Regions from separate parts of the Triticum aestivum genome. Here region 1 is linked to region 2. The links are chromatin contacts, called in public Hi-C maps. All regions are on one chromosome and are shown on one strand. Each heading gives the region's core, a stretch centred on a gene start, on an enhancer-like site or on the middle of the called end of the contact. The rest is flanking DNA. Distances are from core to core; before and after follow the strand shown. Region 1 holds the start of LOC123128435. Region 2 holds the start of LOC123128430 (probable leucine-rich repeat receptor-like protein kinase At1g35710).

Region 1 (2,700 bases), core at 124-2,623, 210 kb before region 2:
GGACTGCTCCCTTTTTCCGCGAGGGTCAATGGAAAAAGCTTGGCGAGGCCATCGCGCGTGGCTGAGAAATGGCCCGGATGATGATGGGAAGACGGACACCTAGTACTGCCTACATGTGCCACTGTACAAAAATAAGTTGCGACGGCGACGTGCTAACCAACCCGGGAACACGAAGAAATTTCGAATTTTTGAACTTCTTGGGAGTGGATAAAATTTGGAGTGCGGCTAATATGGATATGTATAAATAAGTGACTCTAGAGTGTAGTTTATTTTAATTACCAGCCGTTTAAACGAAAATGCAAAATGCCAAATAGGCTGGAGCGGGGCGTGATGGCCACTTTTGGCCACATGCTCCCCTGCGGCTCACCACCCCGTCCCCACCACGTCACAGTCGCCTTAAAAAGGGAATCGCCGAAAGCTCGTACCGTGTCACTGCGTGCCACTCCATCGGTGGCAATACCTTCGTCGCACCGCCGTAATTCCTGCGCAGGGCCGAGGGCAAACCCGTCCGTCCACCCACGACGTACGCTACCAGGAAATTCCCATGCAGCCTCGGACCACGCCGTTCGAAAAAGAGGCCCGGCACGCGGGCCCCGCGCTCATGTGCCCCACCCGACCCCACCCACGCGCCGCCCAAAACAACCCACACCAAAACCAACGTCCCAGATTCCACCGAGTGGGGAATGGACGGCTTAGCTTCCCCCTGGTGGGAGCGGTGCTTGTGGGGAGAGCGGCCGCGTTCCCACGGGTCCACTTCACTCCAGAGCAGCACCGCGCCACTCCCGGTCCACCCGGTCGTCGTCGCGCTCGCCCACTTCCCACCATCAACCCCACGTCGTCCGACCGTTACGAGTGAGGGGGACGGAGCCCCCGGCTGACGCCGTCAACGCCGGCCGCCGCGGCCCCCGCGCCCTCCCGTTGGGCCTGACGCACGCGCCCGTCCTCCTCCCCTACTCCAAAAACGAAACGGAAGGCGAGACGAGTTCCTCCTCATTTTCGCCGAAACCCCCCTCCATTCCCACAAAATCACACATACCCCCACGTAAGAAGCAGTACGCATCTCCATTACCGTGACGGAAAAGATACTCACGGGAGATCGAAGAGGAGATACGTGAGGATTGTGATCCGTTCCAACCCCGCGAAGTAGATGGTTTCCATGTCCGCGCGGATACAATTCCGTGGCGGGGCGCGTGCGTGCGTGCGTGCCAAGATCATATTATCACCTGCCTCTATGACTTTCCAAAAACGGGGCAGGGGCCTAACTGCAAACTCCCCCGCCGTCGTCTCCGTCACGTTATTAATTCGAAATTAAAAACCACTACGGGAGCAGCAGCAGTGGTTTTTTTTCTCCCTCGCCACTAAATAAATAAATAAACTCCTCTTTGTCCCTTTGCTTTGCTCCCCCTTCCCCTCCCAGACCTTTCTTTCTCCCCCACCACTCGCCGCTGCCGCTCCACGCTCCCGTCGCTGTCGCCCTCCTCCTCTCGCACTCGCACTCCCGCTGCTGCGCCGAATTGGAAGCTGTTGCCTCCCAGCGAATTCAAACCCCGGGCGGGGCAGGAGGGAGGAGCGGCCGCCGCCGAGCCCGCGCCGACGATTTGGTGGCGTACCGGGTAAGCTGCGGGCGGTTTTCGTTTCGGCTCCCGGATCCGCGTGCTCGAGGCGGCATTTTGGGGAGTTTTTTTTTGTTCCGTTTGCCGGGATTCACGGGCGCGGCATTTGGGTGGGAGTTTTGCTGATTCCGTGTGCGGATTTGGTGGCGGTGCGTGCGGCAGGGCGGCCGGGGATTTGCATGCCGGCGATGATGTTCACGGAGGGGCTGGATCGGGACGCGCTCAAGTGGGTGCGCGAGGTGAGCGCTCTCCTTGGTCTCCTCCTCCTCCTCGCCGCCGCGGCGGGTTTCCTCGGCTGAACTGAACCCTAGCTGGGGTTGAGTGAGCCCGTTGTTGTTCCGGAGCTGCTGGGGCTCCCCGTCTCTCATCAGTGCCGGTTGGTTGGTGCGAATGTGGCAGGGCCAGGGCGCGGGCGCGGGGGCGGGGGCGCTGCACAGCCACGGCCGCATGGACGCGCTCCGGGCCGCGCGCGGCGCGGGCGGCCTCGGCCTCGGCATGCCGCCGCCGGAGAAGTACAGGAGCGGGCACCTGCCGCGCGCGTCCGTGCCGCTGCGCCCCACCGACAACGGGAGCGCCTCCACGGCCTCCGACATGGACGAGTCCTCCGACGCCGAGGAGGTCGAGGTCTGCAGCGGCGGCAGGTACTCGGTCGACTCCTCGCCCCGCCACCGCGACGAGGTCCCCCGCCGCACCGCCGTGCCCCTGTACCGGTACGCCAACGTGCCCGGGCAGCAGAACTACTACTCCAGCGACGGCTACTCGGATCTGAGCTCTTCCAGAGACACGGCGCTCCCAAGGGGGAAGCCGCAGCAGGCGCGGCGGCCACAGGCGCGCGCTGCTGCGTACGTCGAGGAGGAGGAGTACTCGGACTCTGCGGGCAGCTCCGAGTTCTCAAGCCAGGTGTCGGGGCGGAACAATGGCGTGGCCTCCAAGGGTGGGTACGCATCTGAGTACTCTCATACCGGTCCAGTCCGGAGAGAAGCGAGCAATGCGGTTCCTAAGGCGGCTCGTACGGCAGCTCAGCCTTCAAACTCGAGAGCTTACCAGCCAGAACACTATTCTGCTCATGTTCCTGCTCGAGGCGATG
Region 2 (2,700 bases), core at 189-2,688:
CACGGCCGAGCCTGTCATGATGATGTCGTCCATGTCGGCGTTAGTCTCGTCAGTGTCGCCGAGGTGCAACGTGGAAGCTTATGAGAAGGGCAGCGCGCCACGGCGGAGAGGGGGCGTCAGGGAGCACGCGTAAGCCGGCGGCGAGTAGTTGTATGGAGGGTACTGCACGCCGGCGAAGGCGGGCGAGGTCATGCGCTGGGTTGGGTGTCCATGGGGAAGGTGACGTTGGGGTTGAATCCACCGTGCGCGTCCCCGTCAACGTAGCCCGGCGACGGCGTGCATCCCCATGGTTGCGGCGATGACGAGAAGCCGGACAGAGAGCCGACGCTTTGTTGGCTCCAGGGTACGTACTGGGCGTGGCCGCCTGGTGGATTCATCATCCCCAAGCGAATCGCCTCGGCCTCGGCTTGGTCCGCCGCAGCCGCAGCGGCACGCGCCGCGTTGTCACGGGCCTTCTTGGCGATTGCCCTGTTCCGCCGGTCGGCGGTGACAGCCTCCCGTCGCTGAACTTCCGCCCTCCACTCGACGTTTGTCATGCCCGATGGCTTGGACGGCGGCACCCTCGGCTTTCTCTGCTTCGGCTGGGCGACGGAGGCGGTCGCGGTGGTCGCAGCGCGGGGGATCACGTACTTCTTCGGCGACATGGCGGTGACTGGGAGGCGAGCGGGAGGGAGATTGGCGGGAGGAAAGGAGAGAATCAGAGGAAAGTGAGGGGCGAGGGCGGAAAGAAACGGCGAGAAGAGGCTCTCGACTCACCGACAGAGCGGCCCACGCCCCTTTTCGCTTGTGCCGGCGCCCCCAGGCGCGCCGGGTTCGGCCTAGGTCCGCCGGCACCAGTTTCGGCCCGAGCCGACGAAAAAGGGGCTACTGGGGGCGCGACTGGGCCGAATTTTGAACGTCGACACGGCAAAAACGTTTGGGGAGGGCTTGTTGGGGCCACGGCTGGAGATGCTATCAGTACTCTGCTTTACCAATCGTCTTAGAGGTGGGCTGAGACAAATCAATCACCTTTAGTTTGTGCACCTCATGTCATTGGACAGATTAAGCTGTTGATGTCAGAAGATACGGAGTAGTACATATTTGTTCAGATTACAGAATATCGCTGGCGATGATGCGTTGGCCAAAGTTAGCTACAGCTTCTCACCACCGTGTGGCCAAACTCATGGCCACGCCAACTTATGGTGCTGCCGGCCTGGTGTATGAGGACGTCGTCGTATAAATGCCACTATCAGTCTGTCATCCTGCCCTGTCAAACGAGGGAGACGGGTCAAAAAGACGACGCTCAACAAGTCAAGAACCATGGTGTTTCCAGGAAACCACCCACTGATGGCCCTGCAATGAAGCCCTGAGAGCAACGGACAACTGCACTCCAGTACGACACTACTCCACATATTAACCCCCCATACCCCAGCACACGAGATCCAGATGCAAAGCAAAATGCGATCTGCCTCAACACCCCTGCTCTGCCTTTGCCTCCTCGTCTTGCCATCATGTCCCCTTCTCTTGCAACGAGCGCACGCAGCAGCACGTCATGGTGGCATATCACTCATGTCCCAACAGAAGGCCCTCCTCCACTGGAAATCAACGCTCGCAAACCCAGCAGCGGAGATGAGCTCCTGGCGGGACACCAGCAGCAGCAGCAGCGGCCTGTGCAACTGGACGGGGATCATGTGCACGGCCGTTCGCCATGGCCGCAGCATGCCCTGGGCCGTGACCAGCATCTCCCTGCCAGATGCCGGCATCCATGGCAAGCTTGGTGAGCTCAACTTCACAGCTCTCCCATTCCTCACATATATCGATCTAGGCAACAATAGCCTCCGTGGTCCAATACCGCCTAATATCAGCTCGCTATCATCCCTCTCAACCCTTGACCTTAGCTTCAATCAGCTCAGAGGCCACATACCGCACGAGATCGGCGAACTGGCTAGCCTCACCATACTTGACATCTCCTTCAATAACCTAACAGGACATATCCCTGCGTCCCTAGGCAACCTGACAGTGTTGATTTACCTTGTTATCCACCAAACCATGGTCTCAGGTCCCATTCCGAACGAGTTAGAGAGGCTTGTCAGCCTGCAGGGTTTACAGCTAAGCAACAGCGCCTTAAGTGGTAACATACCCGCAACTCTTGCAAACCTGACCCAGCTAAATGTTCTGTTACTGTACGGTAACAAACTGTCGGGGCCGATACCCCATGAGCTAGGCAAGCTAGCCAAGCTGCAATTCCTTCAACTTGATGAAAATAAACTAACCGCTCAAATCCCTTTCTCCATATCCAATCTAACTATGTTAAATGAACTCTCTCTCGTCAAAAATCAAATCACAGGTTCCATCCCCGCTGAAATAGGAAGGCTAGTCATGTTAAACAAACTTGATCTCTACCAAAATCAAATAACAGGAACGATACCTCCAGAAGTAGGCAACCTCACTCAGCTGAACATACTTCGTGTCTATAAAAATCGACTAACGGGTTCTATACCCCCAGAACTAGGCATCCTGATAAATCTCTCGAATTTGGACCTATCAGCCAACCAAATCGCTGGCTCTATTCCTGCCAGCTTAGGAAACCTTACTAATTTATTAATATTGTCCCTTTTTAGAAATCAGATAACAGGCACCATCCCACAGGAAATTGGCAATTTGGTGAACCTCCGAACATTGTTCTTGGACGAGAATAAAATTTCTGGCTCAATACCCAAA

Evidence for each region. Hi-C and Micro-C count contacts between places; a contact is called where the count stands out from the background.
Region 1: a Hi-C map of leaf shows a contact between it and region 2, with 3 times the contacts expected there. The contact joins the promoter of LOC123128435 here to the promoter of LOC123128430 in region 2. A contact is called at or near these places in 2 of 5 Hi-C or Micro-C datasets (both in leaf).

What each region holds. Positions count from the first base shown.
Region 1 is chr6A:553,362,891-553,365,590 of IWGSC CS RefSeq v2.1, reverse strand. LOC123128435 reads left to right here and starts at 1,373. Exons shown (of 23, transcript XM_044548434.1): 1 at 1,373-1,613; 2 at 1,776-1,852; 3 at 2,013-2,700. The coding sequence starts at 1,793.
Region 2 is chr6A:553,148,984-553,151,683 of IWGSC CS RefSeq v2.1, reverse strand. It overlaps LOC123128430 (probable leucine-rich repeat receptor-like protein kinase At1g35710), which reads left to right and starts at 1,438. Exons shown (of 2, transcript XM_044548428.1): 1 at 1,438-2,700. The coding sequence starts at 1,438.